Regions from separate parts of the Mus musculus genome. Here regions 2, 3, 4 and 5 are each linked to region 1. Evidence: chromatin contacts called from public promoter capture Hi-C data. All regions are on one chromosome and are shown on one strand. The core of a region is the stretch at or near the end of the contact, and the rest is flanking DNA. Distances in the headings are between cores, read along the strand shown.

Region 1 (3,516 bases), core at 260-2,759:
GAACTAGAATTACAGACACTTATGAGCTGTCATTCCGGTGCTGGGACTTAAACCCAGGGCCTCTGAAAGAACAGTCAGTGCTCTTAACTGCTGAGCCACCTCTCCAGCCTCCCTGTTTCTGACTTTTGATGTATTCTTTGGTTTAGTTTTAATCTTTAGCTGAAGTTTAACATTTATTTTATTGACTTTTTTTGTGCGTGCACGTGCGTGTATGCACATGTATGTGTCTGTGGAGGGCAGAGGCAAACCTTGGTTCTAGTTCCTCAAGTGCCATCCACTTTATCTCTTGAAGCAGGGTCTTTCCCTGCCTGGGACTCTCCATTAAGCTAGGGTGGCTGGCCAGTGAGCCTGAGGATGCTCCTGCCCCTCTTCCTGTAATATTGGGGTTACACACATTCTACCACACGTGGCTTCTTAGGTGATGTGGGGACTGAACTCAGGTCCTCAAGCTTGCATGGAAAACACTTTCCAATGAAGCTGTCTCCCAAGTCCCATAGTTTTATTTTATTGCAGGAAAGGAGCCACTGGTTGTCTTATCATTCATTCACTCCTTCTTTCCTTCACCCATCCATCCACTCACCTATCCATCCACTCACCCATCCATCCACTCATCCATCCATCCATTCACCCATCCATCTAATCACCCATCCATCCATTCATCCATCCATCCATTCATCCATTCACCCATTCACCCATCTATCCATTCACCCATCCATCCATTCACCCCAGCCTATGTGGCTGCTATTCTGCACTGTACAATGTGTCAAATGACATTTATTTACCAGGAGGAATTCAAAGAACCAAGGGCATACTCAGGACGCACGTCTTTTTGGTGCTGTATTCATTTTATTTCCTTTTCTTTTTCTTCTTTTTTTAAATCTCATTTTCCCTTTTCTTTATTTTTGCCAGTGTAAGAAGTGGTAGTGGCTCCGGGCTCCTCGTGCTGTGCAGGGTCCAGATTTCATGCTTATGCTCCTAGCGAGGCTGCCCATAGTAAGCAACATCAAAGAATACGCTGCACTTCCCTCTCCCTCTGACTCTGTGACTCCTGGAAGGTAACTCAAAACCACAGGTCCTGCAACTTTGTTGAATAACAATTAGAAGAGGAAGAATGAAAACTAAAGGCAGAAGAAGGAGGAGGAGCAAGGGTAGGAATGGGAGGAGCAAGAGGTGGAGGAGTAAGGGAAGGAAGGAGAGAAAGAGAAGAAAGGGGAAGGGAGATGAAAGAAGAAGGGGAGGGAAAAGGAGCAAGAGGAGAAGTAGGAGCAAAGTGAGGAGGTAGAGCAAGAGGAGGAGGGAAGGGGCAATAGGAGGAGGAGCAGGTGGAGGAGGGAGAGGAGCAAAAAAGGAGGGGGAGCAAGGGGAGAGGGTAGTGCAAGAGGAAGAGGGAAGGAGCAAGGGGAAAGGGAGGAGCAGGAAGAGGGGAGGAGCAGGAACAAAAGGAGGGGGAGGAAGAAGAGGGGGACAAGGGGAGGAGCAGGAGCACTGAGTGGCTGTGCTGGGGACCTTTGGAAACTGATGGTAAAAGGCAGAGCACAGCCTGGCACTTCCCCTTTCTGCGCAGGAAGGCTGAGGTGCTAGCACCAGCCTGGTTGTCTCTGGCGGGCCTGAAGCAAGCATGGATCAAGAGGCTGTGGGCAACGTTGTGCTCCTGGCCCTTGTCACCCTCATCAGCGTGGTCCAGAATGGTAAGGGCCCTTCCTCAGGGAGAGCAGGGGTGCTGGAAGCCAGGCACACACCATTCTGTGTGCACTATGCACACGTCTGTATTTATTGCTGTGTACGTGAGTGTGCAGGGGTGGGTCCTGTTCTGTGTGAGTTTGGGGTTTCCTTCTCTCACTTGAAGGATGATGTCAGGTGTGTTTGCAGAGGATGGAGAGCAACCTGAAGGGCTGGTGAGAAACTTGGCCCAAGTGTCTTGGTGGAGCAAGGGCATGAAGGGTGGAAGAGGAGGGCCAGCCTGGAGAGAGTGTGGGGGTCTGTGCTCCCTTGGACACCCGCCTGAATGAGCCAATTTGCAGCAGGACCCAGGTCGTCTGTCGTCTGTGTCAGGCAAGGGGTAGTCTTGCGAGCTATAAAGGAGAAAGTCTTTATCATCTTTTTACTTCTGTACTTAAATAAGTTCTTTTGAAGAAACATCAAAGAACAATGCGTAAGGCTATTTTTAGTTTTGTTTTGTTTTGTGGTCCTGGGGATAGAACTCAGGGCCCTGCATACCTTCTGTATATTCTCTACTACACATCTATGCCCCAGCCTTTTGGTGTACAGCTTTACACACACACACACACACACACACACACACACACACACACACACACACACACGTCTGTCTGTCTGTCTGTCTGTCTGTCTGTCTGTCTGTCTGTCAGTCAGTCAGTCATGTTCTATCCATCTATCTATCTCAACCTTCCTAGCCCTTTGACACAGTATCTCAGGTTGTGGTGACGCCCAAGCATAAATTATTTTTGTTGCTACTCCATAACTGTCATTTTGCTGCTGTTAAAGATTGTAATATAAATAAATACCTGTGCTTTCTAATGATCTGAGGTGAATTCTGTGAAAGGGTCATTTGACCCCCAAAGGGTTCATGATCCTCACGACTCACATCTATCTATTTACCTATCATCTATTTATATATAAGTCCTATCTATTATCTGTCTGTCTGTCTATGTATTTATCTATTATCTATCATCTGTCTGTCTGGGGAAATGTTCCTATTTCTTAGTATTGCCATTAAACACACACACACACACACACACACACACACACACACACTCTCACGCATGCACGCACGCACACACACACGCACGTCTGTTTTTCTATCTATCTATCTATCTATCTATCTATCTATCTATCTATCTATCTATCTATCATCTATCTATAGTTTAAGATAAATAATTAAGAGTTAAAGAACTAAGCAGGACACAGATCTGTGTAGGGCTGTCACCTTAAAGTTCTGCCTGGAATGTTTCAGGCTGACTTTTTTTTGGGTAAGGACACCAGTGGCTTTGTGTTTTCCAATTTATTAAGAAAAATTGGGGAGTCATTACTCAGGGCAGCATCCATGGCTTCCTGGTAATTTCTCACGACTCTGTACTGTTACACTTGGGATTTGGATACGCAGCCACCTTGGGATGCTATGGTGATCTTGACTGTGGAGATGCTAGGATTTCTTTGACTGGGCACAGAGCAAGGCTTCCCCTTTGGCCTCCCAAATCAGAGAGACCAGGTTTGGCACACCATAAGCATGTTTTTCTCTATGCAGCAACAGTGTGGAGTGCTCAGACCCAACCCTTTTCATGCTACATCACACTTAATCAGCTTGCAAGCCCGAGAGGGAACAAGTGGCTTCCTTAAGTCACCAGTTCCTCAAGCCACCGCTGTCTCTCTCATGCAGGGCTCTCTTGGCTCTGTGAACTGATGGTGGGATGCTAAGCAAGGCTGTCCTCCAGGAACGGTAGCAGTGGAAACCCCTAGTCTGGGCAGGGCAGGGATAGTGCTTGCTCAGCCCTGGTA
Region 2 (3,516 bases), core at 527-3,026, 480 kb before region 1:
ATAGACCCACTATAGCTGGGGGGTCACCACGACATGAGGAATTGTACTAAGGGGTTGCAGCATTAGGAAGGTTGAAACCATTGTGAGTCTAAACCTTCAGGATTCACAGCAGAGCCTGGGAATGCTCCCGTGTTAAAGTTCTCAGAGCTGTAGCCTAAGCCAGAAAAAGACCACCATCTTTTAGGGCTCCAGAGAGACAGGAAGCTGTGGCTGGCATGCCACTGTTTGGGATGCTTCTACACCCACTTCTCCATGATCTTGTCAAAGCCATGTGGTCCCCTCTTAGATGACGGCTGCCATTGGCAAACACTGCCCAGTGACCACAGTGACATCTTACAACAGTTGCAGCTCTTATTTGTATTTATTTTTTTGAACACCGTGACACAGACACGAGGCCCAGAGTGGTGCTTTTGTAAGTCTCCTGTCCTTTCCCATAGAGCGCCACCATAGCCCAGCCTCTCTGTCCTCTTCCTGAACCAAGAAGCATCCGGCTAGAGGGGCAAGACTGGGGAAGGTGACGTAAGACAAGATGCAAAGCCTTCTGGGACAGGCAGGTGCGGCCCGAAGCACTTGAGTCTCATTTCCCTCCAAAGTTACTGTTTCATACTACACTTGTGTTAATCCATGGTACTTTGCCTCAGAGAGACCATGTGTCTGCATAGGGAACCCCAGCTTCGAACTGCGGGCTACACATGCATGCTCCGCGTGGGAAAGCAGAATGCTAGAATGGCTGAGGGTTCCCATGGACACTTCGTCAATGAAACCTCTCGGGCAGTGTAAGGCCACAAGCCCTACCACCACTATCAGAAACACTGTGTATCAACCCGGAAACACACCCTTTCCCACACACATGGAGCTAGCCCAACTCTCTTCAGACACACCATGGTTACCGTGTTTGCAACCCTCCCCTGCCTCTATTCAATTTTCACTGGGGCCACTGTGTATGGGCAAATCTCTGGACGACTCTGTTACGTCATCATCCATTGGGTGCCGGGACTCGAACGCAGAACCATGAGCACACGCTCAGCATGAGTTGCACACTCCACACTCTTCACTGCCGTCACCACAGTTCCCTTTAAATGGAAGAGCTAGCCTTCAGCGGAGGCCAGGTCCCCTCCCGTTAGCCTGCCCACCCCACAGCTCCTTCCTTGGCTGCTTTTCTGGGTCAAAGCTTAGGCGCTGATACAGAGCAAAGCAACCTCCAGAGAGACAAGGCTGGCAAGGTGCTGTGATGTGAGACTCCCTCCTCCGCAGCAGAGGACTGACCCATAACCGTAACCGGACTGCCTCTTCCTCCCAGCCAACTTCTCCAACCTGGCCTCCAATAGCAATCTAATCAACAATCCAAACTCAATTCCAGAAGTGTCAAACTAAGACCCCCCACACACAAGAATCAATTAACATAAGGCAAGGCAGGGCAACCCCCATGCCCCAGCTCTCCCTCCTGTCTCCTTAAAACTTCAACAAACCCCTCCTCCCCCACCTCCCCCCATCCCAGCCTGCAATAGTACCAAAAGCAGATTGTGAGCCGGGAACCCCTGACACTGAGGCTGGAAGCTGTAATTACCCAGTGTATAATTTGGTTGCTAAATGGATTGTTTACAAAGGTGTGCATGATGAAATCACAGGCCTGACAGAAATGAGGCGGGCTGGAAGGGAGGAAGGGAGGGAAGGAGGGAGGGAGGGAGGCAATCATTAATGTTCCCCCTCCCTCCAGGCTGCCACCTGCCAACTGTGGCTGCTACCACCACTAGCTCCCTGACCTCACTGAGTCACCAGGGCCTCGTGTTCCATGACGTGGGGAAATACCTGGCCTCGCTCCCTCCCTCAGGTTCCATCTGGTAATGATTCCCCGGGAAGGCAGGCTTACCTCAGCATAGCAAGCTGACAAATGGAGTTCAGTTGTTACAGGCCCCTAGGGTTAGCCCAGGAGGAAAATGAGCCCAGCGGAAGCCCTGGAAGACCCGTGGGCCAGAAGAGGAGATCGAGGTCCCAGGGCTAATTCCACCTTCCATGACTAGGGAGCTGCCCTGGAAATCGAGCTGCCTCATGCTCTTTCCTCTGTGGGAATAATAAAAAACAGGGCCCCACCAGAGTACCGAGCATAAAGGAATGGGAAGAGGGTCAGCCATCCTCAGTAGAGTCCCCAGGATGTCAGCTCAGACTTCCCGAGGTAAGAGACATGACTGCTCAAAAGCAAGATGACATTTGAGTCTGGAGAAGATGGCTCAGCGGTTAAGAGCACTGACTGCTCTTCCAGAAGAGCACCCACATGGTGGCTCACAGCCACTGTAATTCCAGTTCCAGGAGGTCTAAGGCCCTCCCCTGGCCTCCACAGGCATTGCATGCACACATACAGTGCATAGACATGTGTGTGCAGGCAAAGCACCCGTCTACATAAGATAAGAAGTTTTTTTTTTTTTCAAGGTAACATTTGCTAGGACCGAGGAATGGTGGCCCACATGGGAACCGGGGGAAAGATGTAGTTGCAAACTGAACAGTGAGCTAACTGCAAAAAGGTGGAGAGGTCAGATAGTATCAAAACCAAGCCAAATGTCATTTTAGAACAACGAAAAGAAATGATCATAATCTATATACACTTATATTAGGGGGCTATAAGGATAAAGAGCCAAGAAATCACAAATAAATGAACATGTCAGGCATCTTCATTAGGGTTTTGTTACTATGAAGAGAGAGAGACCATGACTTTTGTAAGGGACACCATTTGATTGAGGCTGGCTTACAGGTTCAGAGGTTCAGTACATTATCATCAAGGCAGGAACATGGCAGCATCCAGGCAGGCATGGTGCAGGCGGAGCTGAGAGTTCTACATCTTGTTCTAAGGACAAGCAGCAGACGACTCCCTTCCGGGCAGCTAGGAGGGGGATCTCCAAGTTCACCCCCACACAGTGACACACTTCCTCCAACGAGGCCACACCTCCTAATAGTGCCACTCCCTGGGCCAATGACCCACCACAGTAAATGACCGAGTGTGGTGGGGCTCGCCTTCAGTCCCAGCACTCTGGAGGCAGAGGCAGGGGTCTCCATGAGTTCAAGGCCAGCCTGAGCTATATATTGAGTTCCAGGCTATCTGGGGCTACATAGTGAGACCTTGTCTCAATGGGCAACCAAAAGGAAGAGGAAGAGGCAGCAGTGGCAGCAGCAGCGGCATCAAAGGAGGAGGAGGAGGAGGAGGAGGAAGAAGAAGAAGAAGAAGAAGAGGAGGAGGAGGAGGAAGAGGAAGAGGAAAAGGAGAAAAAAAAAAGCAAAGAACGTAACAAGAAATGGTCCTGCTTGCCCTAAGAAACGGGGAAACTAGACTTTCCTCTATTGCTTAAACACAGAAGCTGCTCTCAGGATTGCATCGAGCTATTCCAATACAGGAACATCTCCAAGTGTGTCACAAAGTAAGTCACCTACAATATTGCCAGACGACAGGAATGTCTCACTGTAACCTTCAAGGACCCACAGTTAAGTCCACCAGTGATCAGAATCAACGCAATGCACACGACTATA
Region 3 (3,516 bases), core at 531-3,030, 400 kb before region 1:
GATGGATGCTGCAGCTCTTTCCCAAGCCCCTGTGGCTTATGACAGTGTCCAATCAGCTGTCGGCAGGCAGGCTTCCTTGGCCCTCCGCTGCAATGACCTTACTTACACCGTACCATTAACTGGTTTAATCAGAGCTAAACAGAAAGCTGGTCTCAAAACCCCACTGCTAGGCAATGGGGGAACCTGCTGAACTTAAATCTCCAGTGGAGACTATTTCTGAAATACAGATGAGAACAATTATTGTGACTTCACAATAAATTATTGATTTGGTTGAGAGTTATAGCTTATAAAAAGTTTCGGGGAAAGTTGAGAATTGCAATCTGAAAGTCACCAATCTAAAGCTCTGGAGAATAGACTTGATGCTCTCTCTAGATTGTGGACCACTTTGGATTTCAAGAGTTTTCGACTGGGTGTGCTCAATCGGTAAAATCTGTGTAAACGCCCCCCAAATGCAAAGAACTCCAAAGAACTCCACAGTCTGCATCACCTTTGGATAAGGGGGGACACAACCTACTCAGGGAAAACTAAGCGAACCCATCAGAAATCATTTCTCATTTCTTTACAAGGCAGGGTCTCAGGCACCCTGGCCGCAAACTTGTTTGTAGCTCAGGATGATCCTCCTGCCTCCTCTACCTTCTGAGCCCTGGGATCATAGGCCTGTTTTTCTTGTAGTACTACAGAATTCAATCAGAGCTTCACACGTGGCAGGCAAGCGCTATACCAACTGTGCTGTGGCTCCAGCCCCTGCCTGCTGAATTAAAATGAGCGTCTTTTCTGGTATACCTGAATGCATGATGAAGAATATAACTCCAGTGTGCATGACGGGTAACTAGTTTAGGGTACATGTGTGAATAGGCTGCCTCCACTGAGTGTGAGAGGCAGTGACCGCTCCCCTTCAAAGGCACATTTTGCAAGTCCTTTGCTGGTATCTGCTTGGAAAATCAGAGAGGGAAGCCAATTCTCACCGTGAAATCAGACTAATTTATTATCCTCAATCCGGAGCTAGCTTAGACTTCAAGCTCTGTTAGCTTAAACCAAGCTAAAATACGTTATCCACATCTATCCAGGGAGAATAAGTTAAGATTGGGGGGAAGGCTTTTAAAGGCTAACAGACTTCATGAGAGGGTTCTTACGACTTCGTAGAAAACAAACCGCTCTTAAAAAACAACTTTGATGAGTTAAATGCAAAATGAATGGGAAACATATGGGTTATATTTCCCTTAAGATGCGCGAGGGTTTAAACACTCGAGGGAATGTGTTTGCAAAGTGTGTCTAAGGAGTGTTACAAAATAGATTTCAAAATGCTTGAAAAATAGCCTGCGGTAGCTAACCAACCTCAGATGGGTCATGATAGTTCAGCCGCCCCTAACTGCATATTAATCGCAAGCACTGCTGTCCGAGATTTATATTATGGAAGGGAAGTCATATTGTGGTTAGTGATTTGTTTAAGAAATTACTGAAGAAGTGCTAACTAAAAGACATCTGGAGTAGTCGGCGTGAAACTGGGCTGTGGAGTAGAACCTCAATGGTGCCCAGTAGCTGAGGACAGACATACATGCAGCCAGGAGAATGGGGCTGAGACCCCGAGCGTGCAACTCTTGGAGAGCTGGACCACTTATGGGAGGCTCTAGATGCATTTCTCTGAAGCGTTCAGGATGCTTAGTTCATCCCAGAAAGCCTTGCGCTGAAAAACAAGACCTGTGCACACGCCCTCTACAGCAGGGGCAGCGGCAGCAGGGTTTACATCTCATGACACTGGAGCGCCTGACTGCCCACCCCCATCGCTAACATAAAAAGCAACAGGATGTGCTATGACACTCTCTAAAAATGTCCTGGTAAACATGCCCTGCCCGGAAGGGAAGGTGAGTGGTTAAAAACCTCAGAAGGCAGAGCAAATCTGGCGAGTAACTTTTGTGTATGCTTAGCTTTGCTCGGAGTAATCTGGGGTCTAACCGGTGCTGGGCTAGATTATGATCCTGCATAAACCAGGTCACTCTACAGCCTGCCTCCTCTCCTGCAGAAGGCCGAGTAGGAGTCCAAAGACAATAAATGTATCTCAATTATACTTGGCACCGCAAATGTTATCTTCAGTTCTTGCAGGCCAGTGTCTTGTATTTCTTAACTATTGACAACTTGAATTAATCAGCTCCGCACCCCGAATCCGGCAACTAGAGACCACTACCCCCAGCCTACTGACAGAGCACAGTCAAAACAAAGGTCTAGTAAATACACTGTGTAAGATTACTTTCATCTATAACATTTATAACAGACATACAAAACATAGACTTTGGTCCTAGACTCAAGATATATACAACTATTCCCAAGTCCCAAAGTGGCCAGACTCTTAAGCACTTCCGGTCGCCAGCATGTTGAATAAGGAATACTCAGGCTGTGCATATAATAAACATTTTCCTCTCTGACTTGCTGACTTGCTTTCGCTGCGCAGTGAGATACGCACATGTGTTTGGTTCCTAGATAAGAAGATCATTGAAAATCGCCAGTCAACTCTTCACCTCAAAGACAGCTGTTTGGACAAACATCATTGACTCCTGATTTTCAGCTCTGGGTAATGGCGAGTTGGGAGAGGTAAGGTTAGGAAAGAGGCCATACAGGGGACAAAAATTGCTTCCTTTCCCACCGGTTTGTGGGGCAGAAGGAGAACCAGCCAGGTGGGACAGGGAAACCCCATTCCTCTGTTTGTTAGGAAGGAGGTAGAAGATGGGGGGGGGGGCAGAAGGACCCTGCAACACTCACAGCATTCTCAGTTTCTCGGGAGTGGGGGGATGCCCAGCAATGAACTCTGCTCTGCCCGGTCCAAGCCACAACTTCAAGCTGCACTGATCCTGGGCCCTCAACAAAGCAGAAAGGACTGGTGGACAGAGGGAGAGAACTTGGCCCATCCTGCCCTCTTCTAGTTTGGTGCCACTTTTACCCGTGTCTTTTCTCATCTACACTTCAGGAGGGTAAAACCGCACTTGCAGTCACAGGAAGTGAGAAAAGTGGGGCCACAGAACTGTTTCCAGGCTCCTTCCAAGCTGCAAATAACAATGGCCCAGCTGGGTGGCAATGTAGCTGTGTGCAAATCTCAGCTTCACGCCTGGTCTCCCAGAGCACTTCTGGGATTTACGTGCCTTAGTTTCTCTTTTGTGGTTTTAATAAGAAAACTCTGCCAAGAGCCACATAAGGGAGAACGGTTTATTCCAGCCTACAACTTAAAAGTCAGTCCATCGTGGTAGGGCAGTCATAGTAGTCGGGGGCTTCAAAGCATCTGGTCACGTGGCTGGTCACGTGGTATCCATAGTCAGGAAGCATGGAGGGACGCATGCGTGCTAGTGTCCCACTCACTTTAACACAGTCCCGCATCTCTGCACAGGGACTGGTCCAGTCCACAGTTAAGATATATCTTCCCACATCAATTGACATAATGAAGACGACTTCTCAGACATTCTCAGGCGCTAACATTAATCTAGATACTTCATGACGGGTGAGCCAGAAGCTTGTCTCCTAGGTGACTGT
Region 4 (3,516 bases), core at 490-2,989, 370 kb before region 1:
TTGCTAATATTGTGGCTTTAAGAAAAAAAAAATTCTAGGCTCCTATTCTATGAGCTGCAGGACTCTGCAAGCGTCCTGCAGTGCTGAGGTGGTGAATGTGACGATGCTCTGATTTCTCAGGGATTCCAACCACAAGATCAGCTTTAATGTGTAGAGCCACACCCCTTCAAGAGCATCAGCCCCTTTCTGTCTGATAGAAAAATGAAGGGCAAGGGGTCCAGTGAGGAGACAACAGACCATGATAGACTTCTCCAGTTTCACTTCTGAGGTAAACAAAGAAGCAGTCAGTACCAGAAGAGAACCAAATGGCTCCTGTGGCAAATGTCCTGATCATCTGAGCCTCCGAGCAAATGGCCAAACAGTGTGTTGGTGACCTCATCTTGAGGACCTGCTCACTTGGGCAGACTAGTGCTAGGGCTAGGTCAAGTGCTTAGTAATATCCTTGTAGCAAAAGTGGCAGGTATTAAAACTGACTCTATTAAAACAAGCTCCTAGCATAACAACACAACAAACAATACCAACCAACTTAAAACAAGTTCTGTCTCGGATCACATTTTACGACGTGGCTAGGCCATGGCTATGAGTCACTCGCAAGTCAAACCCTGGGAACACTATGACCATTCTCCAGTATGCTCGAAACGAGGTAGTGAGAGCATCAACAGGGGCCGACTTTGTGATTTCAGATTTGCCACATGGAAAGTGAAGTTCAAATCTCACTTTCACACAAATGCCCTCAGAACAGGGAGGCGAGGCTGGCTCGATACACACCAAGAGGAAGGAAAAGCCCCATCTCTGACTCAAAGAAATGGGAATCGTGGGACTGTCCAAAGGCAGATGTGAGCAGGTATCAGACAGCTCATCGGATTGCTAGCACGGTTTCCAGGCAGGGTGAGGATGCACTGTGGCCCTCTCTAAGCACCTATCCAGCCCCCCGTGGGAAAGCCGAGCTGTTGACGTGACTGAGGACAGGATGGAGAAACGGGCAGCATCCGATCTGACCTGCACTTCAGACAACCCTGGTGGCTACTGCTGGAAAGGATGATGGGAAGGAGGAGGAATCTAACAAGTAAAACCCTTTCCTGCACAGAGAAGTCGGTGCGAGCCTCTGAACGACCTGGCCAGTCAAAGCAAGATGGTGAAGGGAGAACTCTGAGGCTACAGCAGAATCACCGTGAAAGTGGGCGAGTAGTGTCATTATCACAAACATAAAATAGGGCGGGGAGAGCTGATACATACGCCGTGTGCCTGAGCAGAAGTAGTCCATTAGCTGCACTACTTTAATAAACAGACAGCTTTCAAGCAATGAAGCTGACATCTGGGACATGGGGTCTTCTACAGAACACTAGACTGGAACATCACAGAGTGACCTCAGAACTCTTTCCTTAGATTTGCGCACGAAGCACTAAGGTCAGAATTAGCAACCATTTGACAGTGTGAAGGCTGATAGACACTTTTCTTTTCCCTAAAGCAAAATAGTTAGCTTCTTTGTACTAATTTCTAAATTATTCAAATCAAGACAACTTCCGTAAGGATCTTTTGTGAGTCGTGCCTCTTATTCTATGTGAAGAAAATGAGGCTCTAAGTGACAAAGCAAATATTTATAGCTTGCAGTCAGTGACTGACACAGCCTGTCCCCAAATGCAAATAGCATGCGCATCTTCCTTTGCAGCTCCTCTCACTGTGGGACTGAGTGATTAAGACACAGACAGCTACTGCTCTGTGCCGTGCATTTTACAGACACATTGTTCAATGACCAGCTGAGAAATGGCTCGCACATCACACCACGTGGAGGAGGATTCCGGGAAATGTGGGCCACGAAAGCCAATGAGCTACTACTGGAACCACCACCCTTGGCTGCTGTTACTGCGGAGGCCGATAGGAAGCAACAGAAGAGGCGGGTTTCAGATCAACATAGGATTTTTCTGACAGCGTGTCCTGTTTGACAAAGATACTGCCTTTCTAGTCAGGCAGTGAACTACATACAGTCACCCGAACATCTCCGAGCTGTAGACGGCCTGTGGCTCTTTCTATAAAGCTGTTGCTTCTCCCATGTCCAACTTACCCTCTGCTGCCTGGACTCAGTAGATAAAAACAAATGCAAAATTTCTTAGACGTATCATTTCTTTCTTTCCTCCCTTCCCTGCCTCCCTCCCTCCCTCCCTTCCTTCCTCTTTTTCTTGGTGTCAAGATTAATTACATCCATGGTTGGGTAAGCACTCTTATCAAAGAACTACATTCTCAGCCTCAATATATCAATTATACATATTTAATTGTTTTTGTTTTTAAATGTGTCTGTGTGTGTGTGTGTGTGTGTGTGTGTGTGTGTGTGTGTGTGTGTAAGCCAGGGACATGAGATCCTCCTGGAGCAGGAGTCACAGGATTGTGAATTACCTGACCAAACTCAGGTCCTCTAGGAGAGCAACAAGTGCTCTTAACCATTGAGCCATCTCTCCAGCTCCAATATCTCTTCTGTAAACTGCTAATTCTGTATAATCTTTTTCATGCCTCTGTTTGTCTCCCACTGTCAGGTCAGTCTAGCAGCTGACATCCACAATGCTCACGGTGTTGGTGCCCTGGGAACCTAGCACATATCAGCACATTCAAGAAGCGAGGAAACTGGCAAACCAAGTCAGCCGCCCGTCCAAGCGGCAACAGCGGCCTAGGCACTCTAGCTGTGGGCCTGGGCTTGCAGCCAGTTTGTTCACAGGGCACACTGCTGCACATGGGGGCTGCTTCCACCCCACAGCAGAAACAAACACAGGAAACGTTAGACAAGGACGCCAGCCTGCAGCCCACCGGAGCCCTACTGCCCCACAAAGTAACGCAGGCAGACAATGCAGAGCACACTTACTGACGTGGGTGCAGCGCCCTACACTGCCCAATCAGGATACAAGGATTGTAGCAACAGATCCACAGCAAGCTCTGTGCTCACCAATATGCACACTCTTCCCACAATAGTCATGAGCAGGTTTAGTGTGCCAGGCTCTGTTCTAGGCACAGAATACAGCAATGAAGCAAAAAGACTGAGACCTCAGTGCTCATGAGGTTTAGGAGGAATAAATGAAATATGGTTGCTAAGACTTCACATTCAATCTTCCCATTTATAAAACACCACATTTAAACAGAGATCACAAACCCTTGGAAACTTGACAACCTTGAAACTGAGAAAAAGCTCAACAAAAATATACAAATTCTAAAATCAAGAGCTGAGGAATGCTCACGGAGCTCGGCTGAATCCCAGTAAAGGTGCTCACCCTGAGGGAAACACACAGGTGAGACAAAACCTCCCCATAACCCAAGAGCACATCTCTCAGACACCAAGATCATAAATGGGAAAAGAAATCCAATGTGGATTTAAAAAAAAAAATAGTGCCAACCTCTACATACGTGCAATTCAGCCACAGCTATAGAGATAAAAAATGCCGTAAGATTACAAATATGAAAATGGATAGATTGTTTAATGTGAGAAGACCAGAATAAGAGGGTCCTTAAGATACCCCACTGATGAAAAATAGC
Region 5 (3,516 bases), core at 411-2,910, 290 kb before region 1:
AGGGCCACCTGTGGCTCAGTGTAGCTAACCCAGCTGACACCGTGTTTCCGGCCTGGGCAACATCTGCTTTACACTCTGATATGCATGGGGTACTTCCTGACCAAGTGCCACCTACAAACCTGATCCGTCTCGGTTTGTCATCATGAGCAACAACACGAGTGTTAACCCAGGGGTGACCCGTAGAAGATGAATGACTTTGGGCACATGAGCAGACCAATAGAACCTGGCATACAGGACTGCTTATGGGCATCAATGGGTTAAGACAAAGTACTAGACAGCAGGATGTAGTGCCATATATATATATATACCTTTAATTCCAGGACTTGGGAGATAAAGGGATCTCCTTGAGTTTGAGGCCAGCCTGGTCCACATAGTGAATTCCAGTACAAGCAGAGCTGCATAGAGAGAACCTGTCTTGGCAAAAAGAAGAGGTGGAGGAGGAGGAGGAGGAGGAGGAGGAGGAGGAGGAGGAGCGGGAGAAGGAGAAGGAAGGAGAAGGAGGAGGAGGAGAAGAGAGAAAGGAAAAAAGGAAGGAAGGAAGGAAGGAAGGAAGGAAGGAAGGAAGGAAGGAAGGAGAAAGGTCGCAGGAGGGATGGGGCAAGATGGCACAGGGAAGGTCAGCAGAATTCCTCATCAGCACCTCACAAGCCCCTGACAAGAACCTGCTTAACAACAGGAAATAGAATCTGGCAGAGCAGGCAGCTCTAACTGTCTCTGTCTTACACGCCCTCCACCCCAAGGGCAGAGCTCAACCCAAATCCCCTCTCCTAGAAGCCAGGCTTCCCGAGGAACAGATGTTAGCAGAGCTCAGGAAATCCTCTTGTCATAAACCCCAGCCTTCCTGCAAGGCCACCCTCTTTGTGTCATCCAGGGGACTTTCAGACTGTAATCTGAGCGAGCCTCTGAATCCTAGCAGCCCCGTTGCCTGCTTTGTTCGTAGGAAATGGGTTTGAGTTAACTCAAAGATAGGAAGTGTCTCACACTTAAAAATAGCCCCTTCCATAATAATAAGCAAATACAAAATTCCACCAGTTAGGACCTGGCCCAGCTACTCTGTTAAGGGCAGTATTGCAGAGAGAGGCCTGGGGAAGCCTTAGTGTCGGCATGCACCTCTCTTGTGCTCTGAGTATATAACAGAGGTATTCTTGCAGAGAGGGTGGCTGCAGACAAGCAATGGCGCCATCAGCTAAAAAAGATCCCGTGGCAAGAAGCTTGTCAGTATGTGACAGTTTCCTGGGCCATGTGTTGTAACTGCCACGTTATGCCTCTATAGTTACAACCCTAGGAACCGTGGGAAACAACAGCTGCAACCCCTGGGGACGCCTCAAGAGGTAATCAATGCCCGGAAAAAAAAAAATACTTGGGCAGGAAAAGTTTTCCTTTATTTAGGTTCCATGGTGCCAAACAGCAGCGGGCTTAGGCAGGAATGTTACAGGCCGGTGCTTAGTGAGACTCTGGGACCTTTTAGCTCTAAAAGGTTATCAACTTACTGGGCTTGTCAAGCATAGACAGTCGGTTACAGGAGTCAACTTTCGGTTGTCATTGAAGTTCCTCTAAGCCTCTTGCTTTGCACCGAGCAAGCAAACAACCTCTAATCCCTCAGCTATGTAGTTCCAAGTACACCACAGAGCACTGAGCCACACACACGCCTTTGCCTCGTGTTCTGTGTGGTTGCAGGTTAACCAGGCCTTCAGTTCTCTGCAGTAATTCCTGCCCTCGTTGCACACCAAGCTCTGGACTGGCAGGTTCTGTTCTGACGTCCCTGTTTGGACATCGCTTATTCGTGAATGCCTGTTAGACCCGCCACACAGACAAGCCATCCGGGCTATTATTTTTAAAAGCGGGAGTGCATGGTTTTGTGTTTGGAGAGACTTCATGACACATTTGGGAATCCAGTATCAAAGTCTTTGCTTTCAGGAAGTGAGCATTGGAAGGTAGGCTGGCAGGGAAGATCACCATGCTGCAGCCCACAGCAGGCTGGCACGAACATCGCACCTGCTACCTGGAGCTTCTTTGAGACATCAGTCTTTGGTGTAAGATGCACAGGCTCGCAAGCCTAAACAAATGTGTGCTCTGCAGCCCAGTAATATAAAAGACACCCAAGTCGTCAGTCCCGATCTCCCCGAGCCCCCCTCTTCTTCCAATCCACTGATTTTCTAAAATGCATGGCTGTAGACTTTTAGTGCACTCGGGGTTCTTTATAATTAATTTCTACCTCAAAATTTAACATATATCTTATATAAATGATATCATTTATCATGTATATTATTCTGAGACTATGTGTAACCCAGGTTGGCTTTGAACTTGCTGCCCTCTTGTGTGCTAGGACTACAGGGATGGGCCTTTCCTTTCTCCTCTCCCTTCCCTTCTCCTCCCCCACCCCCATCTTTGCCTCTGTCTCTGTTTTTGTTTCTCAATTTCGCTCTGTCTCTCTATCACCTTTCCTTTCCTGTTCCCTCCCCTCCCCTCCCCTCTGTCTGTCTGTCTTCTGTCTGTCTGTCTCTCCTCTCCTCTCTCTCTGTGTGTGTGTGTGTGTGTGTGTGTGTGTCTATCTGTCTGTCTGTCTGTCTGTCTGTCTCTGTCCCTCTTTCTCTCACTGCTCCAGGGTCTCACTGTATAGCCCTCAACATCTCCAGCTGCTGGGACTGAAGTCTGTGATACCTTGCGTGGTAGAGATATTCTCCGTCAAATTCAGAAACTAGCTTCCTTTCAAGGTTACTCAAGTCAGAGAAAAGTTCTGCTGGAACGTTCTCATTTTCTATTTGTTTCTATAGATGCAGTAGTCATGGGGGCGACATACAGAGAGGTAAAGGAGCAATGACTGCTCAGAACTCTTTACTTTTATATATTTATTTTGGAGAGGGAGGGTGTTTCTGCTACAGCATGCATGTTGGGGGCTGAGGGGCAAGTTGCATGAATCACTCACTTCTCTCTACCATGTGGATTCCAGAAGTTGAACTCTGTTCAGTAGGCAAATGCTTTGACCCAACAAGCCATCTTACTGACTCCCGGGACGATTTAATTTATAAAATTATTTTAAATTTTGTATATGTGTGTCAGTCCCTGTGTTAGTCTGTGCTTGGAAATGCAGATCCCCTAGAGGTGGTTACCAGCAATTGTAAGCTGACTGACTTCGGTGCTGGGAACTGAACTCAGGTTCTCTACAAGAGCATCAAGTGCTCTAACCACTAAGCCAGCTTCCTAGCCCCAGAACAACTCGACAATACACTTCCCCCCCACCCCCCGTTCTCTTAATCTCGACTTCCCACAAAATACAACGCTAAATATTTCAGAAGCCTGAGGATTGTGCCTGGCATTGTGTCTGAATACTGACCACTTTCCTGGGGACAGGAAACTAGGACCCTTGTCCATCCAGTCTCCAGCAGGCTATCATAATTCAAAAATAAATAAGTGAGCTCAAATGGCCTCCTGTTATTAAATTTTTAATTAAATATAAAAAACGAAGTCGCCTGCTCTTCTTCTGCTCTTAGCACAGCTCCTACTGGCTGTAGGAAA

The links. Promoter capture Hi-C pulls out the DNA fragments that hold promoters and counts their contacts.
Region 2: a contact with region 1 is called in a promoter capture Hi-C map of liver, with 3 times the contacts expected there. The contact joins the enhancer-like site here to the promoter of Alox5ap in region 1. A contact is called at or near these places in 12 of 39 promoter capture datasets (the 3T3-L1 cell line, 3T3-L1-derived adipocytes, the C10 cell line and 7 more), 1 of 15 datasets of contacts at CTCF or cohesin (large pre-B cells), 5 of 484 Hi-C or Micro-C datasets (B cells, the C2C12 cell line, the G1E-ER4 cell line and 2 more), 4 of 115 datasets of contacts at active chromatin or transcription factors (acute myeloid leukemia, bone marrow-derived macrophages, large pre-B cells and 1 more) and 2 of 9 other capture datasets (embryonic stem cells and liver).
Region 3: a contact with region 1 is called in a promoter capture Hi-C map of cranial neural crest. The contact joins the enhancer-like site here to the promoter of Alox5ap in region 1. A contact is called at or near these places in 5 of 39 promoter capture datasets (3T3-L1-derived adipocytes, the C10 cell line, cranial neural crest and 1 more), 1 of 115 datasets of contacts at active chromatin or transcription factors (large pre-B cells) and 1 of 9 other capture datasets (liver).
Region 4: a promoter capture Hi-C map of hippocampal neurons shows a contact between it and region 1, with 2.2 times the contacts expected there. The contact joins the enhancer-like site here to the promoter of Alox5ap in region 1. A contact is called at or near these places in 11 of 39 promoter capture datasets (the 3T3-L1 cell line, 3T3-L1-derived adipocytes, the C10 cell line and 7 more), 1 of 15 datasets of contacts at CTCF or cohesin (large pre-B cells), 3 of 484 Hi-C or Micro-C datasets (B cells, the G1E-ER4 cell line and cumulus cells), 3 of 115 datasets of contacts at active chromatin or transcription factors (T-cell acute lymphoblastic leukemia, embryonic basal ganglia and large pre-B cells) and 2 of 9 other capture datasets (adipose tissue and pancreatic islet).
Region 5: a contact with region 1 is called in a promoter capture Hi-C map of hematopoietic stem and progenitor cells, with 6 times the contacts expected there. The contact joins the enhancer-like site here to the promoter of Alox5ap in region 1. A contact is called at or near these places in 7 of 39 promoter capture datasets (the C10 cell line, the HPC-7 cell line, cranial neural crest and 3 more), 1 of 15 datasets of contacts at CTCF or cohesin (the NIH/3T3 cell line), 1 of 484 Hi-C or Micro-C datasets (female germline stem cells), 4 of 115 datasets of contacts at active chromatin or transcription factors (craniofacial prominence, double positive thymocytes, embryonic stem cells and 1 more) and 4 of 9 other capture datasets (adipose tissue, embryonic stem cells, liver and 1 more).

Annotation. Positions count from the first base shown.
Region 1 is chr5:149,263,495-149,267,010 of GRCm38.p6, forward strand. It overlaps Alox5ap (arachidonate 5-lipoxygenase activating protein), which reads left to right and starts at 1,510. Exons shown (of 5, transcript NM_009663.2): 1 at 1,510-1,688. The coding sequence starts at 1,619.
Region 2 is chr5:148,787,670-148,791,185 of GRCm38.p6, forward strand. No RefSeq gene overlaps it. Among named protein-coding and RNA genes, the nearest start is that of 4930505K14Rik, 11 kb to the left of the region's middle. Within about 2 kb of position 1,777, at least 76 of the 459 cell types and tissues checked have an H3K27ac peak or open chromatin away from gene starts, as enhancers often do. A contact at or near this core is called in liver, nephron progenitors and pancreatic cancer cells, where this site is marked.
Region 3 is chr5:148,864,966-148,868,481 of GRCm38.p6, forward strand. No RefSeq gene overlaps it. Among named protein-coding and RNA genes, the nearest start is that of Gm36405, 57 kb to the left of the region's middle. Within about 2 kb of position 1,781, at least 64 of the 459 cell types and tissues checked have an H3K27ac peak or open chromatin away from gene starts, as enhancers often do.
Region 4 is chr5:148,895,487-148,899,002 of GRCm38.p6, forward strand. The region is part of intron 4 of Katnal1 (katanin p60 subunit A-like 1); the gene reads right to left. Among named protein-coding and RNA genes, the nearest start is that of Katnal1, 31 kb to the right of the region's middle. Within about 2 kb of position 1,740, at least 112 of the 459 cell types and tissues checked have an H3K27ac peak or open chromatin away from gene starts, as enhancers often do. A contact at or near this core is called in B cells, the G1E-ER4 cell line, the HPC-7 cell line and 1 more, where this site is marked.
Region 5 is chr5:148,977,016-148,980,531 of GRCm38.p6, forward strand. All of the region lies in intron 4 of Gm15411 (a long non-coding RNA gene), which reads right to left. Among named protein-coding and RNA genes, the nearest start is that of 5930430L01Rik, 16 kb to the right of the region's middle. Within about 2 kb of position 1,661, at least 138 of the 459 cell types and tissues checked have an H3K27ac peak or open chromatin away from gene starts, as enhancers often do. A contact at or near this core is called in the HPC-7 cell line, adipose tissue, craniofacial prominence and 4 more, where this site is marked.